Linked DNA regions of Mus musculus: all the other regions are linked to region 1. The links are chromatin contacts, called in public promoter capture Hi-C maps. All regions are on one chromosome and are shown on one strand. Each heading gives the region's core, a stretch centred on a gene start, on an enhancer-like site or on the middle of the called end of the contact. The rest is flanking DNA. Distances are from core to core; before and after follow the strand shown.

Region 1 (2,778 bases), core at 192-2,691:
AGCAAGGGCTTGTGGGTTTGAGCAGGAGAAGATGATGGCATCCTTGGCGGAACCATCCCAGCTACTCATAGCATACACAATGGGCACCCTGAGTATCATGGGAACTCGCTGGATGAAGCACCAATACCTAGACCACAGATCTTGGCCAGTCTCAAAAGAGAGACTTCCTCTTTGCATTGTAGGCTATAACAAGTCAGACCATGACACCTGAACGAACCCCACACATCTCTAACTCTGGACAGCAGAGCTCAAGAGAAATGCTTCCCTATGAGACAGCAACACTGGCAGCAGTCCACACAGGCCTGGAAGGGGTGGGGGTTGGGGGACAGGGAGCTATGGGCACAGCTTGGCCTTTCTTCTGTACAAACAATCCAGAAAGAGAAAAGGCAACAGTGCCTGTCACACTGTGTGTCAGTGCTATTAGGGAGGTGAGAGCTGAGGTGGGAGAGTGAGGCAAGCAGCCTCTTAACATTGAGCAAGTCTCTGAATTTCTATGGGCATCCGCATCTGTTGCTTTATTTGTAAAACGGAGCTGAATGACCTGAGTCTTCTTTGGCTCTAGTGCCGTTTCCCGCAAGTCACTGTAGGCACCATAAATTTCCTCTTAGAAAGCAATACTCTTCTTGGGCAGTTCTTTTAGGTCCCTTACACGATTGTTTACTATTGATACAAAGTTATTTCGTTGTTCTGCAGATCCAAAAGGACAAATATTAGGTCAAGGGAAGGCCCTGTTCCTGTGAAACCCTTGGAGCTGAGTCATTCTCCTCTAAGCAACTTTTTCCCGATCCTGTTAGACCACCATCACACAGGTGGCATCTCAAACTTGATGGCCTTGGGCGAGCAGTAACCACATCCCAATCTAACAAACCTACTTCTGAAACCACGGCAGTAAGCATGTGTTTATGATTAAGAACACTATCAACTAGGATTGCAAGCAGAACGTAAAGGCGGCCAAGGGCTAAAGGAATTTGCAAGCCAGTTCCACACTAATTCCATCGCAGTGGAGACTTCTCCTACCCATGCCTTGTCCTTCAAGGGCTTTTCACACCCACGACTTTAGTTCCGGGCAAGTCTCCACAAGCACCACGTCCGCATCGGGAAGAGCTAGCTTATTCCTCGTGCTTTACCACTAATCTAACTGGGCTACCAGAGGGGCGATCGCGAAGACTAGTGGAAAGTCAGAGTCCCCAGGCTGAACGCAAGCTTAACCCTCAACACTCTCCCAGCTCCGCAGCCTTCTCATCTCTCAGCGCTCCCGGGGCTCCTGAGCGCAACCCATCCCTCCCTGGAAGCCAACCTGAAAGGAAAGGCGGGGAGTCTGAAGCTGTCCGCAACTACAGACAGTCCCCGGATCCTGGCCCGGACAGATAGAGACAGAAAGAGAAACGGACAGGAGTAACTCACTGCTGCTCCAGATCATCAGCCATAGTAAACAAGCCCTGCCGGGTCGAGCTGAGCCAGCCCATCCCTCCGCTCGACGCCAGAACCAGCTGACCCAGGGAAGTATCGGATAACAAAGGGGGCGGGGCCGGAGGCGGGGCCTGGGTCGCTAGCGGGGTTCTAGCGGGCAAAGTTGGCAGACCAACCGACTCAGCACATGGACAGCAATCAGTTGGGTGCTTCCTTCTGTTTGCTCCCTCTGGCCTGCGTCCAGGCTGAACACTACGGTCCCACAAAAGTAGGCTCCTTAATCCGGATCACATCCCTTTGGGGGACAGTGAGGGAGACAGGAAGACAGGTAGTTTAAAACTCAAAGTTCCTCACTGGAATGCCACCAGCCCCGCCTCCACACCTCCTTCAATTAAAGAGTGAAGGAACTGCTTTGCCTCTTGCTCACGTTCTCAAGCTTCCCTCTGTATCTCAGGTCACAGACGCTTCATCTGCCTTGGTAGTCCTATGGAAATGGTTTAGATGTCCGTGGAGTCATAAGGGTGCTTCCTATAAAAGGGCCTCGGATATTGTAACCCAAGATTTCCCGGTTCCAGAAATACAAAAAGCATGCTGCCTAGTTAAATTTTAGACAGCAAAGTTTAAAGCTAAGTAGGCTCCCTGTAGTATTTGGGGCATCCTGTATTCACAGCTCTAAGATGAGGGGTGACACCTGTCAGCATAAGCATTTCTCTGTTCTGGGGATGTCTTGCCTCAACCTACTTTCCAAGGAAAAAGTAGCAGTATCCTGCTTCCTTCCATTCGGTGGACCTCCCAGAGGAGGGCCAGTTAAAGGCCTAACGCATAAGGCTGGGCGTGATTAGGTATGTGGATATAAGATTAAGGATGTGGGATGTGAAGTGACTTAACCCAGAAGTTTTGAGCACATTTCAGGCTGGCTCGGCAGAGAGGCGGGACACATCTTGAAGCTGGCTTCAGAATTCACTTGAAATGGCAAAGGGGGTGTGGCATCCCTGGAGCCGCTCCCTTTCTGATTATCCACTGCAGTAGTTTAATCATACTTAAGGGGAAAGAATCTACTGAGGACTCTCTCTCTCTCTCTCTCTCTCTCTCTTACACACACACACACACACACACACACACACACACACACACGTCAAGGTGTATGTGTCCTGGGTTGGCCTCACATTGGATGTGTATCTGAGGATGATCTGTGCTTCCGAGTCTCCTGTTTCTATCTCTGGAGTGCTGGGATTATAGGGTATTCTGCCAGGCTTGTTGATTCAGGATTGTGGATCGAACCCAGGGCTTTCTGCTTGCTAGCTAGGCACTTTAGCAGTGGAGCTATGTTCCTAGTCCTACAGTATTTTTCTTTGGTCTTCTTGAAAG
Region 2 (2,778 bases), core at 206-2,705, 2.6 Mb before region 1:
CTGGTTTTTGTGGTTTTGTTTTGTTTTTTCTCTTTGAGGCAGTTAATGTATCCTGGGTCAGCTTTGAACTGATTCTGCTACTTCTGTGCCTTTAATACTGGCACTCCATTCCTGTGCTATGAGGTGTGGGATTTTGTTTTCAAATCATATCTAAGCCTAAACCAAGAAAGCAGTGGTGACATGCTTACAATCCCAATGCTCCAGAGGCAGAGGAAGAGAGAGGCAAAGGCAGAAGAAAGATCACAGAGTTCCAGGCCAGACTATGCTAGACATTGTCTTAAAAGAGAGACTCATATATATTTTTGCTCTTTTGGTTTTTCAACTCAGGGTTTTTCTGTGTAGCCCTGACTGTCCAGGAATCCACTTTGTAGACCAACCTGGCCTCGAACTCACAGATATCCAACTGCCTCTGCCTGCAAGTGTTGGAACTAAAAGCATGCGCCACCAAGTCCAGTTAAGAGTCATATATTTTCACATATTATGTAACAAGAACCTCAATCCAACCTAAAAGCATCAGTTGTAATCCCGCTAACAAACACCAGGGCGAGGTGCATTTCTTAGGTTACAGGGAGTCCTGGAAATCCGGCACCAAGTCTTCTGCCAAAGACATGGGTATAGACGAGGAACAAAAGACCCTCGTGCCGCCCTCCAGCGGCTCCGCTCCGAATGCGTCCGGTGGGACTCCCATTAGAGGGTCACTGCCCACGGAGCCAGGATGAAGCGAAGGGCACGCGATGGCCCGAGGCCCGGCAAACGTGGAGGACAGGCGCCGGGCAGGCCGGAGAGCGCGTGCTCGGCCAGGCACCGACGGCCAAGGCCAGACAGCCCAGGTCCCAGGGGCGCGAGCCCGCTAAGGGAGCCCGGGGCTCCATCTTGCCCGGCGGCAGTCTGGGGTCACCACTGTCCTGTGGCCCCGCCGCAATCTCGGCGCGCAAACTCTTGGCGGCCGAGGACAAGGCCTATGGTAGAGCGCGATCGGACTCGTTCCGGGCCAAGTTTCTCGTCCCCACGGGTTCGGTTCTGATGGGCCCCAAGTTCTCCCAACAGATCCCACAAAATGGAGGCCGACGTCTCCTCCCGCCGCAGCCATGGCGGAGGTGGGACACCCTTCCCACGGGCCAGGCAAGGTGGAAGCGCCTGCACGGCCGCCAGCGCACCAGTCCCCTTGCGGCCGCGGCCGGGCTCGCCCCCTCGGTCCGCCGCAGGCATTGCCGGGCTCGCCAGTCGCCGGGGTCTTGGGGGCCTGGACAGGGAGGACGCCGGGACATCGAGGCCGCGTCTCTCCTCGAGCAGAGTCGCAAAGGGCCGTGGCGACCGTCTGGAGGCCGAGACCCAGTGTCCCGATCCCGGGCCCACCGGAAGCCTCGACGAATATCGCCCGCCCCCAGGGCCGAAGCGCGAGCCGAACTGCGGGCAGCGCCACTCGGGCTCCTGACCCGGGCAGACCCCGCGAGTGGGGGCGGGGCGGGGGCACGGAGGGAGGGCGGAAGAGAGGGAGGGCCGGCCCAGCCCGGGGCTGGCGGCGGGGGGGGGGGGGGGGGGGGCCGGCAGGCCCGAGGGCGTGGCCCAGGTCTGACGGACAGCCGCCGTGACTACCTCACCGAGGAGGGTCCTGAAAGAAGGCCGACTGGGCCAATGGAGCCTGCCCGAGGCATTCCGTGCCGCCCACGCCATCAGCCAATGAGCGTGCGGAGGGCGGGGCCTCCCCGGGCCCCGCCGTGCCACCGCCTCCTCTGCCTCCTCCTCACCAGCGCTAAAGCCGGGACTGGACCGAGCGGAGTTGTGCGTGTCGCCGAAGGGGGGTGGGCCGGGGGAGGGGAGGTTCGTTCCGCGGAGCTGCAGCCAGAACCCGGTGAGGCTTCTCCCCGCCGTCTTTCCTGTCGAGGGCCGCGGAGAGTGGGGGTGGCTGGGAGCAGCGCAGCCTCGGGAGGAGGAGGCGGAGGCGGGGGCGACTGGGGAGGCGGAGATGGGTGAGGGCAGCGTCGGGAGCCTCCCACCGAGCCGGGCTTAACAGCCCGCGGCGGCCGGTGTCGCGGCTGCTGCGTCGGGGCCTGAGGGTGCGCTGGGGGCCGCGCTGATGTCCAGGGCGGCTTCGCGTGCGGCCGGAGGGGTGAGGGAGCGCGGGCGCGGCAGGGCTGGCTGGGTGAGGCGGCCGCGGGGCGGGGAGCGCGAGAGCCTCCGGGTGCGGGCGGCAGCGGCCGGAGGTCGAAGAGTGTTTTCCTTTCTGTGCTGCGAGCGGGCGGGCGGGTCGGGGAGGGGCCCTTTGGCCCTCCCGCCCGGGGGCCGCACTCCCACCCTGTCTGTTCAACCGACACCCCAAGTTTTCCGTGTTAAGGGGCGTCCTCTTACGTCCCGCGGCGTTTTCTCTCTCTCTCTTTTTTTTTTTTTTTGGGTCGGTCTGTCGCAGCTTTTAATCTTATTTGAGCCAGTTTCTAATGGCTGACCTGGTGCCTGTCGCGGGCTACTGAGGAGTTAGGCCCTAATCAAGTGCTTGCGGCAAATGGGACCCAATTGTTGAACCTCTCCCGGGTCGGATTTGTACTTGAGTGGTAACTACTTAGGAGAAATGTGAATCCCTTTCTAGATTCGAGGACGCGTTTACTCTTCGACTCAGCTGCGCGCTCTACTCATAATTCTGAAACTGGAAAGAACATATGAGCTTGGCCTGCTGTCGTTTAGTTGATCTATTGTTTATTTGGAGAAGGTTGGTAGAACAGCTTGGGAATAACTTCACCTTGACTTATTTATTTCCTTTGGCGTTCAGGGTTTGGTGCTACC
Region 3 (2,778 bases), core at 144-2,643, 2.4 Mb before region 1:
AAATTAAGATGAAAGTTGGCATATGGCAGATAACAAATGACAGAAAATACAACAGAAACAAAACCATCGTATAGGCACGATTCCTATCTACAGCCCTTATCTTCTCCTTTCTCCAAATTCCCATTTCGTTTACTCATTCAATAATCCCACAGCCGTGAGATAGATCTCTGTGGTAAAGCTCTTGCCTTGCATTCATGAAACCCTGGGTCCAGTACACGGTATCAGATAACGGCAACAACAAAATCAGCCTTTGCTGTTACTGGACTAAGTGTCCGTGATTCAAGCATTATTATAAACCACATCCCCTGATTAAAGGAGCCCACAATCTAGAGCAGAAAAGACAAATACAGAGATAAAAGACAATGACTTAAATAGAGGTAAGAGAGTAAGGACAGAACTGAGAAAGCACCTTTTTCTGCAGAGCTCGGGTAAGGGAAGAGAGGGGAGAAAAGGTATCACAAACAGATGGATCCCAAGCCTTGGAAATACAGACTAAGAATTTCTCCCGGGGACGACATTCGCAGCAAGGAGGATGTTAAGTGTTCAAGCACGATGTGCGAAGATTGTCCTTTCAAGCTTACTCTAAATCTCTTGAGTTACACTCATAAAACGCGCAGAAAAGGGACACTTTGGGTTGGGAAACCTTTACTGTCCCGGGCACTCGGTGTGAATGGGATTTCCTGAATTTAAGCCAAGGAGCATTTTCTACTTTTAGAAAACATTGGGACAACGGTGTAGAGAATCCTCCAGTCTTTCCTAACGGAAAGCCATGGCCCTAACCGTATACCCGAATGCTGAAGGCCACAGAAGTCTCCCACCAGCTGCCTTGCATCCTACGATTCTCAACATTCCATGTCACCGCTTCGTCTCTTCTGCCAAAACAACACTTAGAACTTCCCTAAGCATCCATCCTCCACCGACTGCGGCCAGGGTCCTCTCCAGGATGTCAGTCTGCGCCTACGGACCGCCACCGTCCTCCCAAGCTGTTCCAGGCTGTTCGGCGTCCCACTCGGATTCTCCCAACCCGCCGTCCCCGCCCCGGAGACTCCCTGTCCGGCCGCTCAGCCCCCACATACTCCCTCGCACTTCATGTCCAGGATCCTCTCCACCTCGAAAACGTCCTCCCCATCCTCCTCGCTGTCCCCAACGGCCACCGTTCCTTTGGTGGCTGCGTCCTTCTCTTCGTCCCCTGCTCCAACTCCTTCGGACTCGGGAGAACGGCCAATGCTGTCGGGAACTGACATAACTAGAGCGGCCGCACTCATGCCCTCCTCAGCCGCCGCCGCCATCACAGACGCAGTGCAAAACCAACGCGAAAAACCGCCGGCGACCCACAGCGGGACAGCACCGCGCGCCTGCCGCTCCGCCCTAATCCGCTCCAGCGGCGTGACTCGACCGTGAGGCAAGCCAGCCAATTGTGGGCGCCGAGCTCTGGATTGACACACAGAACGGCCAATCACGCAAAGGCGCGCTCCCCGGCTCCCTGGGGAGTTCACGGGAAGTGGATGGGCGGGTCGACGGACTCTGAGGAAGAACGCTGCCTCAGGGAAGAGCGGAAGGGCTCCCCTGGGGAGACTGCGAGGGGCGGTCCTAGCACCTCACCTCCCAAACTCCGGTGACGCCCGCTGCCTGAGGAGACCTGTTGTTTGGATTGTCGGAAGGAGACCATGAGGATTCTGGGAAAGGGACCCCCAGTGTTAGCGAGACCCGCCTGTGCGGAATGGCTGCCCAGGAATCCTTTCGTATGGTTTTGGCTGGCTTATATGGCGTCTGCGGTCGAATCAATTACATATAGCCTATAGGGATATTTCATTTTAGTGAGTAGCGTTTATAGATAGAGAATAGGGACCCGGAGGTGGTTCAGCAGATTACGGCCCTGGTCGCCAAATATGAGGACCTGAGTTTAATTTCCAAGGGCATACATAGCGAGAGAATTCCCCCAATATGTATTCTCTTCTGTCAGGAGAAAGGCCAATCTTTACAGCAAGACACTGTATCAAGTAATAATTTATGGGATTTACTTGTTGGGCTTTGAAAGTAGTTCAGTGATAGGGCGTTTGTCTGGCAGGTGATGGTTGGAGGCTTGGTCCTAGTAGCTGAGTAAAAGTTGGTTCTCTCCTTCAAAAGATAGAGCCCAGGTTGCCTGGCTTGGCCCCATTTGGGCTATACTTAATTAATTGGATCATTCACACCTGATAAACCAAGCCAAAACCACCTATGTGTTTGTTCCCAAGTTCCCTTGCTTCTTATTGAATTGAAAATATCAGAAGCAGGTGCGGGGTTGATGCAAGAGAAACGAGTAATATTGATGCTACAAAGGAGTCACTAGGAAGCGAGCCTGCGATATGATTGGAAGAGAATTACCAGGCTTATTACAAACTCTAGGAAAGACATTTTTGTGCCAACATTGAAGTTTTGGGTTGCTGAGAAAGTTTCTGTTAACGTTAGTGCACTAAGATTGACCTCCAATTAGACTCCATTTCCACAACAAAAGGAGACAACCCTAACTTACAACCAGCCATTAAGCCTATCCACCTTATTAAAAAAAAAAAAAAAAAAAAAGCCTCTAAGGGGCAGCTCAATGGCTGAGCCCCAAGTCACACCTATCATTAAGTCCTAGTTTGCCATTAAATCCCCTGTGCCCTTGTGAGGAAAAGCCTAACTCTGCTGGTAGGTAGGCAAGAGGACCCTGAATAACAACTATTTGAAAAGAACAACACTGGTGTATATGCTTAGAAATAATTCTGACTATCTTCGCTGTGTACCTCTTGTATCTGC
Region 4 (2,778 bases), core at 125-2,624, 2.4 Mb after region 1:
GACAGCACTGCAATGCCAGCGACTCCAAAAGGAAGACAAAGAAAAAGCCCAGGGAGATGACGAGCTCTCCATAGGGATACTCCACCTAGGAACACAGAGAGGTACCATAAGCCAGGAAAAGAAGGAGACGACATAGAGTGGACCCGGGACCACATGGTACAAGGACCAAAAGGGGTGGAGCCCGAGAGGAGCCTCGTGGAGGAGAGAGATCCAGAGGGGCTGAGGGACAAAATGCCGCTTGGATTAGAAATAAAGGAAAATAATGTGACCTCTGTCATAGGGTCCAGGGTAGGAAGGATGGAGTGATGCAAGAGCTGTTTCTGAGGGCCCACAAACAAAGATTAGGTCGGCACTGTCTTTCTTGACATTATTTGAAGTGAGAGTAGAGAGTCCTGGTATTCCTCACATATCAAAAGGGGCACGAAAAGTCCCAGGTTCGCCTCGATCTCCAGGCAGGGGCTAATGATAGATACTTACGTAACTAGAAGCAGCATCACGAGAAGAATTTCCCTTACTTCCTGTACTATTCTAGGAAGGCAGAAACAGAAATTAGACTGAGTCTGAGGCAGCTCTAGTTCTTGTCCTGCCCTTTCAGCCAACAAGCTTTCCTCAGATGCTCAACCCCACCACCTCCCCCACCCCCCACGTCTACTCAACAGCGGCTGTCCCACCGGTGCGCTGCACTCAGAGCTTTCCCGATGGCCCCAGCTTCTGTCTGTCATCCCGGTCCCATAGCCCTGCCACTGGATTTCTTGGCTACCCACCTGTTCCACGAATTTCTGAATTTCTGACTCAATTCCCTCCAGAGCTTCAGCAGTCATATGCATCAACCCTGCTCCCAAGAAGACACCTGCAGAGGTGCAGCCCAGGAGGCTGAGGACCCTGTGGTGATGACCTAATAAAAAAGCAGAGGTTACTCTCCAGTTAGCAGTGAGGTAAATGGGAATGAATGAAGAGCAACAGATGGCACTCAACATCTGTGGGGTGGGGTGGGAGAGAACAGAGCCAGATGCTAGGAAAGGTCTGAGATAAGGCGGTCTGAGGAACAGAGTCAGAGTGGGGGCTGTACCTGTAGCTGCATCCATCTGGAACCATTTCACGTAGATGGGAGTAAGGCCACAGCCCAGTGTGAGAACCAGAAGAGCAAGCAGGCAGCCGATTTTTACTCCTAGTAGTACCTCCATCTTTGGGTTGTAGGGTAAGTAGAGACCTCAGAAAGGCAAAAGCAGTCAGGAGCAGTTGAAGTGGTCAAAGTGGAGTATTTCCTCTCGTGAATTTCAGGACTGCTGATAACCTTCTTGTCCCTGGACTGTCTGGGTTTACACAGCTCTCACCCGCATAGCAGACGAGGGCTCAGCCCCAGTCACCAACCCTCCCACTATCTGGAGGCCCCTCCCCTGCCTTACACCTTCCTGAGCTTCCAAACCAGAAACTCCAGACTCCCTGCCAGGTCCAGCTCAGAGAAGTTTTCTCTTCAATGCTGTGACTAATCCAAGCTCTCTGAGGACTCTTAGTTCATGTCTGGGGTTGATCTAACCTCAAATGGAACAACCTACGGTAGTTACGTCCCAGCTAATTTATGTGTGAGGCAATTTGGTCCTGCCACGGTCAGGACATTTAATATAAGCCTTCCACACGCTCTACCTACGCTCTACCCTATCCTAAGTCTTACAGGTGGCCGCGCTGATACTTGAACTGAACCCTTTCAGAGAGGATTTGGGGCCACCTGAGGGTAAAGGGGGTGGAGTTGCTACTCTTCTGTGTGAATTAGCAAGTGATGAGAGTCCCCTTTCCTCTAATTCCAGAAAAATAGCTCCAGGCATGGAAATTCCCTGGGAGTGCTCTCTCTCTGTCTCATGTGTGTGTGTGCCTGTGTGCTATTCCTAGTGTTACAACATGTATACTGTCACTTTTTTTTTTTTTTTTTTTTTTTTTTTTTTTTTACGCAGGGACTCACTGTATAGCCCTGGCCAGCCTGGAACTATGTAGATCAGGCTAGCCTTGATAAACTCAGAGACTTACCTGCCTCTGCTTCTCCAGAGCCTTGGTACCCTATGTCCCACCTGTCACTTTCTGTCTCTGTGAAGAAGCCTCCCCCCCCCCCCAGAGAAATCAGTCAATTGTTTTTTTCTCTTATATAAAAGTTTAAACACTTCTTTTTTTATCTTTAAAGTTTAAGGAAACCCACAAACTTCAAACAAAAAAAGGTCAGGCAGAACACTTTCATTGTTTCAGTCAAGGCAAGCTGTGCCGTCCCAGTGGCCATCTAGTACTGTAATTCGCAACTGTTAACCTTGTCATTTTCATTGTACAGGGCAATTTATAGGCTTGAAGTGCAGAACCTGAGCGCTGAACCTGAATGGTCTACCAGATGTCTATCAGTGCCAACAACTCTAAAAACCTTGACCTTTAACAAAGCCTGTGGTGTGATCTTATCAGCTTGCCCCCAGCCCTCTTCCGGGTCTCGGTCCCCTTCCCTTACAGCTGGGCATTAGGCTGTGTGAAGGTAGACTTGAGGTGCCCTTGCCTTTCTGATGGGCATCCTCCTGTTTTGGGGGGTTAACATTTCCTGTTGCGAAATGGGGTTGTTCTAGAATAGAAACAGGAAATGGAAACAAACCAAATAAACAGAGGTGTCCTGACTAGACTAACTTTGAGGGAAGCCAGGTGTGGTGGCGCACGCCTTTAATCCCAGCACTCAGGAGGCAGAGGCAGGCGGATTTCTGAGTTTGAGGCCAGCCTGGTCTACAAAGTGAGTTCCAGGACAGCCAGGGCTAC
Region 5 (2,778 bases), core at 208-2,707, 2.3 Mb after region 1:
CTTGGCTCCAAGGTGTGGGCGAGCAGACAGACCCTCAGTGTTCTCAGGACTGTGTACGTGGGTGGGAAGAAGGGTAGGGGTGAGGTTGGGTGGGCCCGAGCTCCGAAGTTAGGATCCGGGGAGCTACTGCTTGAGCAGCGAAGCAGCTGCAACCCATTAGGGGCGGTGAGCTCATGGCTGAACAAGAGTCGCAGCCACAGGAAACGGCCTCGGCAGGAGGGGAGGAGGGGTCTGGAGCAGGCGGAGGTGGGCAGGAGCCCAAGACACCAGGCCTCTGGTCGGCTGGGACCAAACGACGGGCGAGACTGAGTCAGCGCTCACTGGCCTAGTTCCTGTCTTGCTCCAACCCTCTGAGCAGGGTGATGCTTCCCAGACTCTCCGTAGACATTGCCCTGGCAGGGCCTCTCCCCCTCCTCCACTCTGCAATGAGCATTATAGGCTGCACCCGCCTGGGCAGTGGGCGCTCTCCCCGTAGTACTTCATAGTACTTCTGGCCGGAAAGTTCCGGGCTTAGTGTTCACTCTGGTTGACATGGGCTTCTGGTACCCTGAGCTGCTGCTCTCCGAGCCTCTGCTCTACAGGATTCCATCCAGATCCCTCCCTGCAGCGACAGTGCTCTGAGGCAGGCACTGTCAGGAACAGCTCAGTTCCCTGCAGCTGCATGAACCTCGGGGAACTTTGTCCCAAAAACTATGGTTTTGGCTCTGGCAACGTCACGCCCATTGGTACTGCGGAACACCCCCTACCCACCCCCAAACAGCCCCCTTTCTGTGAGGGAATTTCCCTTTGGACATGCCCTTTGGCCCTGGCCCAGCCACAGCTGTGGCTAGTCCCTCAGGGCCGGATGGGTGGGCCCATCTCACCGGGTTTGGGGACTGGGATGGAAAATGGTGGTTCCAGGCAGGTCAGTTCTCATGACCCAGGACAGTGCCCTTTCAAGGGCTGCCGCCAGACCAACTCGCAGAGGGTCTCCAGGAGTGAAAAACTGAGATAGGGAGGGGGAGGGAAAACTCAGCAAAAGAAGACTGGGTAGGACCAAAAAGACCGGGGGTGGGATGTGTGCAAAGACCATCGAAGGATGGGGAGGTGGCACAGAAGAAAGAAAGGGTCATGGCAATACTCGGTAGGGACTGAGCAGGCAGCAGGACCGCAGATCGAAGAAAAGAAGGGGGGATGGGAGGGTGGAGAGTCTCCGAAGCGCCAAGGAGCGCTAAGCGGGCACAAGAGGCACGGGGCTGGGGGCCCGGAGCGGGCTGCGCGAAGGCCGAGGGGACACCGGGGTGCTTCGCGGGACTCACCATGGCTCGGCGTCGGGAGGTGTCCCACTCTCCGGCGGGCGGGCGGGGCGGGTGAGCCACCGCCTCCCTCCGGGCGCTCAGTCTCGCCGGGTCTAGCTGCAGGACAACTCGCGCGGCGACCGCGGCTCTCCCCGCTCGTTCGGCAGCCCAGGCCGCGGGGGCCCCGCCAGGGAGGGCCGAGACGGCCGCCTGCACCGCCCCGCCCAGCCCGGGACCCCAGCCGAGAAGCCCCCCCAACCCTGGCCACAAGCCTCGCCTCCGCTCCCCTGGCTGTCTGCTGCCAGCCCGCCCCGCCCCCTCCGAGAACCGCCCAGCTGAGGACGCCCCGGGTTTCCCGCGTCTTCTTCGCTCTGCGGGATCAGTTCAGCCTCAGCTCGGGACCCTGCAGGGGACCCGCCTAGGTCCCAGGTTGCCCGGCGGCCAAAAGCCTTCTTCCATCTCTAGGGTCCATGACACATCTCCGGTCCGTGGCAAGGCTTGGCAAGGTCCTGGGGCCCAGGTCGATCCACAGCCTTTAGTTCCCTTTAGGTAGAGCTGAAGGCCGGGAAATTAGGGTATTCCCCCAAGCCTTGGGCGTTTGCCCGCCCTTCTTCCCCTTCCACCTTCTTGGGTCTCAAGGCTCCATGAGACTACAATGGGCTCCTGTGTGCAGCCTGGGGAGGGCGGGGGATGAGGGGAATTACGAAGTAAAGGCTTGGCATGTGGGGTGGGGGGATATGTGTCACGGCTGAGAGGCCAGGGCCCCGGGATCAGGATCCCTCTGTAGGGTCTGGGGGCGTTTGCGGAGTTGCTCCACGCTGCCTTTGCCTTTTTCTCTACCTTAGACCCCTGTTGCTCTGCGGTTAGAGAAGGGGAAGCAACAGTTCCCGGATTAGACCCCACGCTTTAGTACTGATGTCAGATCTTTCCTTCTTGTTGCAGGGCGATAGTGGCCCATATGCTAGGGCTTTTGGCAGTGACTATTATCTTACACTTCAGACAAAAGGGGCTAGGCTCCTTTAATTTTTTTTTTTTTTTGCCTCACCTACAAACTCGAGTATCACTTCTACATGGAAGTGAAGGCCGAGTGGGGTCTCTCAAAAAGGCTTGAGGAACCGCAGCACATCAAGGGGTTGCCCTGCCTGTCTCTGAGTCACAGACTGGTCCAAAAGGTGGACATTTGGGAGGCGATCTGAAAGGTACTCATTTCCCAGAGAGATCGTGAAGGTGTTGGCATTGCAGTTAGAGGGTAAAGTTTATTTAGAAGACGTGTGGTAGTGGATACAGTCGATGAGGCTTGGAGCAGGAGGAGAAGAAAGGGCCTCCATGACAGGCTCTTTTCATCTTAGGATGCTACATTCTGCCCCTTTTCCTGTGGGTCTGGAGAAGGGAGAAACTTAATTCATGGGGATGACACGAGCCCTCTGGTTCATAGGGTTAAAAAAGAATCTCAAGCAGGGAAAACCCTGTGATTAACCGGCAAGAACTGTGGAGCTATCTC
Region 6 (2,778 bases), core at 103-2,602, 2.0 Mb after region 1:
GGTGATGTGCAAATAGTTGACAAATTATATTGTTTAGGGAAAATGACAAGAGCAAAGTTTATAAAAATAAATAAATCTCTTTAAAAACAAATTTTGCAGGTTTTGCTGTGTTGCTCAAGCTTCCTTCAGGTTTGTTTGTTTGTTTGGGGGGGGGGGGTTGGTTCAAGACAGGGTTTCTCTGTGTAGCCCAGGCTGTCCTGGAACTCACTTTGTAGACCAGGCTGGCTTCGAAATCAGAAATCCGCCTGCCTCTGCTTCTCGAGAGCTGGGATTAAAAGCCTGCACCACCACGCCCGGCTTCCTCGAGTTTTCTAATACTGGTATTTAAACAAACAAACAACAACCAAAAAACCCTTCTTGTATGGAAATGTAGTCGGCAGAACTTTAGAAAATGCAGGAACACCTTTCTCAGTGTAGTTTGACCTATGGTGAAATTTTGCTTCTTTCCAGAATAAATGACTCCGTCAGTGTACCTCTGATAAGTCTTGTTTCCCAGTGTGTATTCGTGCGTAGTAATTGGAACTATTGGTAAATTTAAGGTCCTTTGCTTTTTAAGTGAAATTCCTCACTCCCGATATTACTAAATGACTCAGAATTTTGGGTTGCTAAAATCGGAACACTGGTCTAGGGCGTGGTAGCTCATGCCTCAAATACCATATCTCTGTGTTTAACGCCAGCCTGATATATTGAGACCCTGTCTCAAAAAAACAAACAAAACTCTAATACTGGAAAATCTGAAACGTGCATAGATAAGCAAGTAGAATGGCTATAAAACCCGTGTCGATTATGTGTTGATAATCCTGCTTGTCAAGGATCACCCTAGAAGTGGCATTCAGAAAAACTGATCGTTGGCTTCTTTGATAAACCAGCATCATTCCTACGTTTAAGAGGTGGTGGGGCTTGTTTCCAGTCTTGTTCAACGTTTTTCCAGAGTTCCTCCCCATGACTGACAGGCATCCTGAGTACATGAGAGGAGGGCATGTAGGGGCTGGACCAAAACGGACCAACAGAACTCCAAAAAGGCCTTCACATTCCTATACGTAATCGTGGGAGATCACCAAGCCAGTCGACCCAAGATGGCCTCCCGAGACAGGTAGCAGGTGCTGTCCGGGTTTGCAGCGCCCCCAGCGGCGGGGGTCAGAGGCCTGGCCTGCCAGCCCGCCGCCCGCTCCGATTTCCAAGCAGGCATATCTGCGGTTGCCTACGTACCCTTCCCAGCCTCAGGCCCTCCCAGCCTTCGGAGACTTCCTGGATGGCGCCCGGCTCCGGCCACGCCATTGGTAGATGGAGGGCGGTGGGCGGGCCCAGGCGCATGGAGGACTAGCAAGCTTGCTTGCGGCGAGGGCTGGCCGTGCTCCGCCGGAAGGCGCCTTGTTCTCCCGGACGGTGGGTTGCAACTCTTGCCCAGGGAAGGAAGCCGCAGGACTGGCTCAGGTAAGCCTGCGGCACGCGCGGCTCCACCAAGCCTCGTCGGAGCCTGGGCGGGTAGTGGGTGGGGTAACAACGTCCTCGCTTGCTCGCTCGCTCGCACCCATGCGGGTGCAGCGCCGAGCGGTGATCAGGTGCGGGATGCTCGGGGCTGAACCACTCTCCTTTGTGAGAGGCAGGCGCTGGGGACCGGACGGGCCGCGGGGCCGTGCTGGGACGGGCCGCGAGGGAGCTGCTAGGGCCAGCGTGGAGTTTTGGAGCTTGTCATGGCACTGCTGGGCGAGGCGCACATTCGAGACAGTTGCCTTTTTCTTCTTCCTCCTTTCCCAAGAAGAAAAACTCCCCTGCTCGGTTAGGTTACTCCATACGTTGGAGTCAGAAGTGCGAGGCCAGGGTTTTAGTTTGTTTTGGCTGGATTCTTTTTCCCTCTCCTCTCTTATCTTTAATGTTTTTAGTAAATGTGGGTAGGGAAGCCTGAGGTGAACGTGTTCGGATTTATTATGTTCCCAATTTCTGCGGGGCTGTTGCAAAGTAGAGGTGACGAGGAAACGAACAGCACAAGTCTTGTGTCTTCCTTGACAGGTCTGCAGAGCTCTTTGGTTTTCTGACACATTATGTAAACTCTTCACTAGAGGAGGACTGCCTCTTGGCGAATATTATTTAAAATTTGTTTTGGTTTTTTTGTGTCTTAATTTACCTGTTTCTAGTCGGCTTGCCATTGCTGCAGCTGTGCATACGCAGCAGCGCCTCTTTAAGGGGCAGTCCTGACGTCGTTAAAGGCTTCCCAGAGGAGGTATGTAGTGAACCAGTCTTCGCAGTGAGTGAGCAAAGTGAGCCAGAAGTCGGATTTTAAACGCTACGTAATTTTCTTTCAAAAGATAGACACAGTGAGACATCTCAGACACGAGTGAGGACCTTGCTTTAGCGATTTTGCTGCATTCTGCCATCACATCGATGTCCACAGAATCTCTGTTCTGAGTTTGTTAACTCAGAGACTGGCTTAGTGCCAACTGAGGTCGTTTTGGGGGGGCACATCAGATTCTAGGACATGGATTTGCAATTTGAATGTTTCCCTTATGTTGTTGCTGTTGTTTCTTTTGAAAGGATATCTGGCTTTCCATTTGTAGACCAGGTTGGCCTCTAACTCACTGAGATCTTCCTGCCTCTGCCTGGATTAAAGGCGTGCACCTCTGGCCCCTGCTGGGATATTGTCTTTTTGATTACAGAGTGTCTTCTGCCTAAAAATATCTTTTTATGGTCACCCTGCAGGTTCCACAAGTTGTAATCAATTTCTTAGGGCAGGAAGTGGGCAACTTCTTCTTCTTTTTTTTTTTTTTTTTTTTTTTGTTA

The links. Promoter capture Hi-C pulls out the DNA fragments that hold promoters and counts their contacts. Capture Hi-C pulls out chosen DNA fragments and counts their contacts.
Region 2: a promoter capture Hi-C map of cranial neural crest shows a contact between it and region 1. The contact joins the promoter of 2410022M11Rik here to the promoter of Abhd4 in region 1. A contact is called at or near these places in 4 of 39 promoter capture datasets (cranial neural crest, hippocampal neurons, liver and 1 more) and 1 of 115 datasets of contacts at active chromatin or transcription factors (astrocytes).
Region 3: a promoter capture Hi-C map of pre-B cells shows a contact between it and region 1, with 5 times the contacts expected there. The contact joins the promoter of Mphosph8 here to the promoter of Abhd4 in region 1. A contact is called at or near these places in 3 of 39 promoter capture datasets (hippocampal neurons, liver and pre-B cells).
Region 4: a contact with region 1 is called in a promoter capture Hi-C map of pancreatic islet. The contact joins the promoter of Slc39a2 here to the promoter of Abhd4 in region 1. A contact is called at or near these places in 1 of 39 promoter capture datasets (hippocampal neurons) and 1 of 9 other capture datasets (pancreatic islet).
Region 5: a contact with region 1 is called in a promoter capture Hi-C map of frontonasal cranial neural crest. The contact joins the promoter of Arhgef40 here to the promoter of Abhd4 in region 1. A contact is called at or near these places in 6 of 39 promoter capture datasets (the 3T3-L1 cell line, frontonasal cranial neural crest, hippocampal neurons and 2 more).
Region 6: a contact with region 1 is called in a promoter capture Hi-C map of liver, with 2.8 times the contacts expected there. The contact joins the promoter of Chd8 here to the promoter of Abhd4 in region 1. A contact is called at or near these places in 3 of 39 promoter capture datasets (the C10 cell line, hippocampal neurons and liver).

Annotation. Positions count from the first base shown.
Region 1 is chr14:54,257,946-54,260,723 of GRCm38.p6, reverse strand. It overlaps Abhd4 (abhydrolase domain containing 4), which reads right to left and starts at 1,441. Exons shown (of 7, transcript NM_134076.3): 1 at 1,405-1,441. The coding sequence starts at 1,427.
Region 2 is chr14:56,810,666-56,813,443 of GRCm38.p6, reverse strand. 2410022M11Rik (RIKEN cDNA 2410022M11 gene) reads right to left here and starts at 1,455. Exons shown (of 1, transcript NR_152252.1): 1 at 1-1,455. It overlaps Zmym5 (zinc finger, MYM-type 5), which reads left to right and starts at 1,980. Exons shown (of 8, transcript NM_001253753.1): 1 at 1,980-2,110; 2 at 2,585-2,704.
Region 3 is chr14:56,666,863-56,669,640 of GRCm38.p6, reverse strand. Mphosph8 (M-phase phosphoprotein 8) reads right to left here and starts at 1,393. Exons shown (of 14, transcript NM_023773.2): 1 at 1,077-1,393. The coding sequence starts at 1,289. It also overlaps the pseudogene Gm4032.
Region 4 is chr14:51,892,206-51,894,983 of GRCm38.p6, reverse strand. It overlaps Slc39a2 (solute carrier family 39 (zinc transporter), member 2), which reads right to left and starts at 1,374. Exons shown (of 4, transcript NM_001039676.2): 1 at 1,070-1,374; 2 at 765-895; 3 at 478-528; 4 at 1-85. The coding sequence starts at 1,184.
Region 5 is chr14:51,983,512-51,986,289 of GRCm38.p6, reverse strand. Arhgef40 (Rho guanine nucleotide exchange factor (GEF) 40) reads right to left here and starts at 1,457. Exons shown (of 24, transcript NM_198249.4): 1 at 1,299-1,457. The coding sequence starts at 1,301.
Region 6 is chr14:52,256,334-52,259,111 of GRCm38.p6, reverse strand. It overlaps Chd8 (chromodomain helicase DNA binding protein 8), which reads left to right and starts at 1,352. Exons shown (of 38, transcript NM_201637.3): 1 at 1,352-1,434.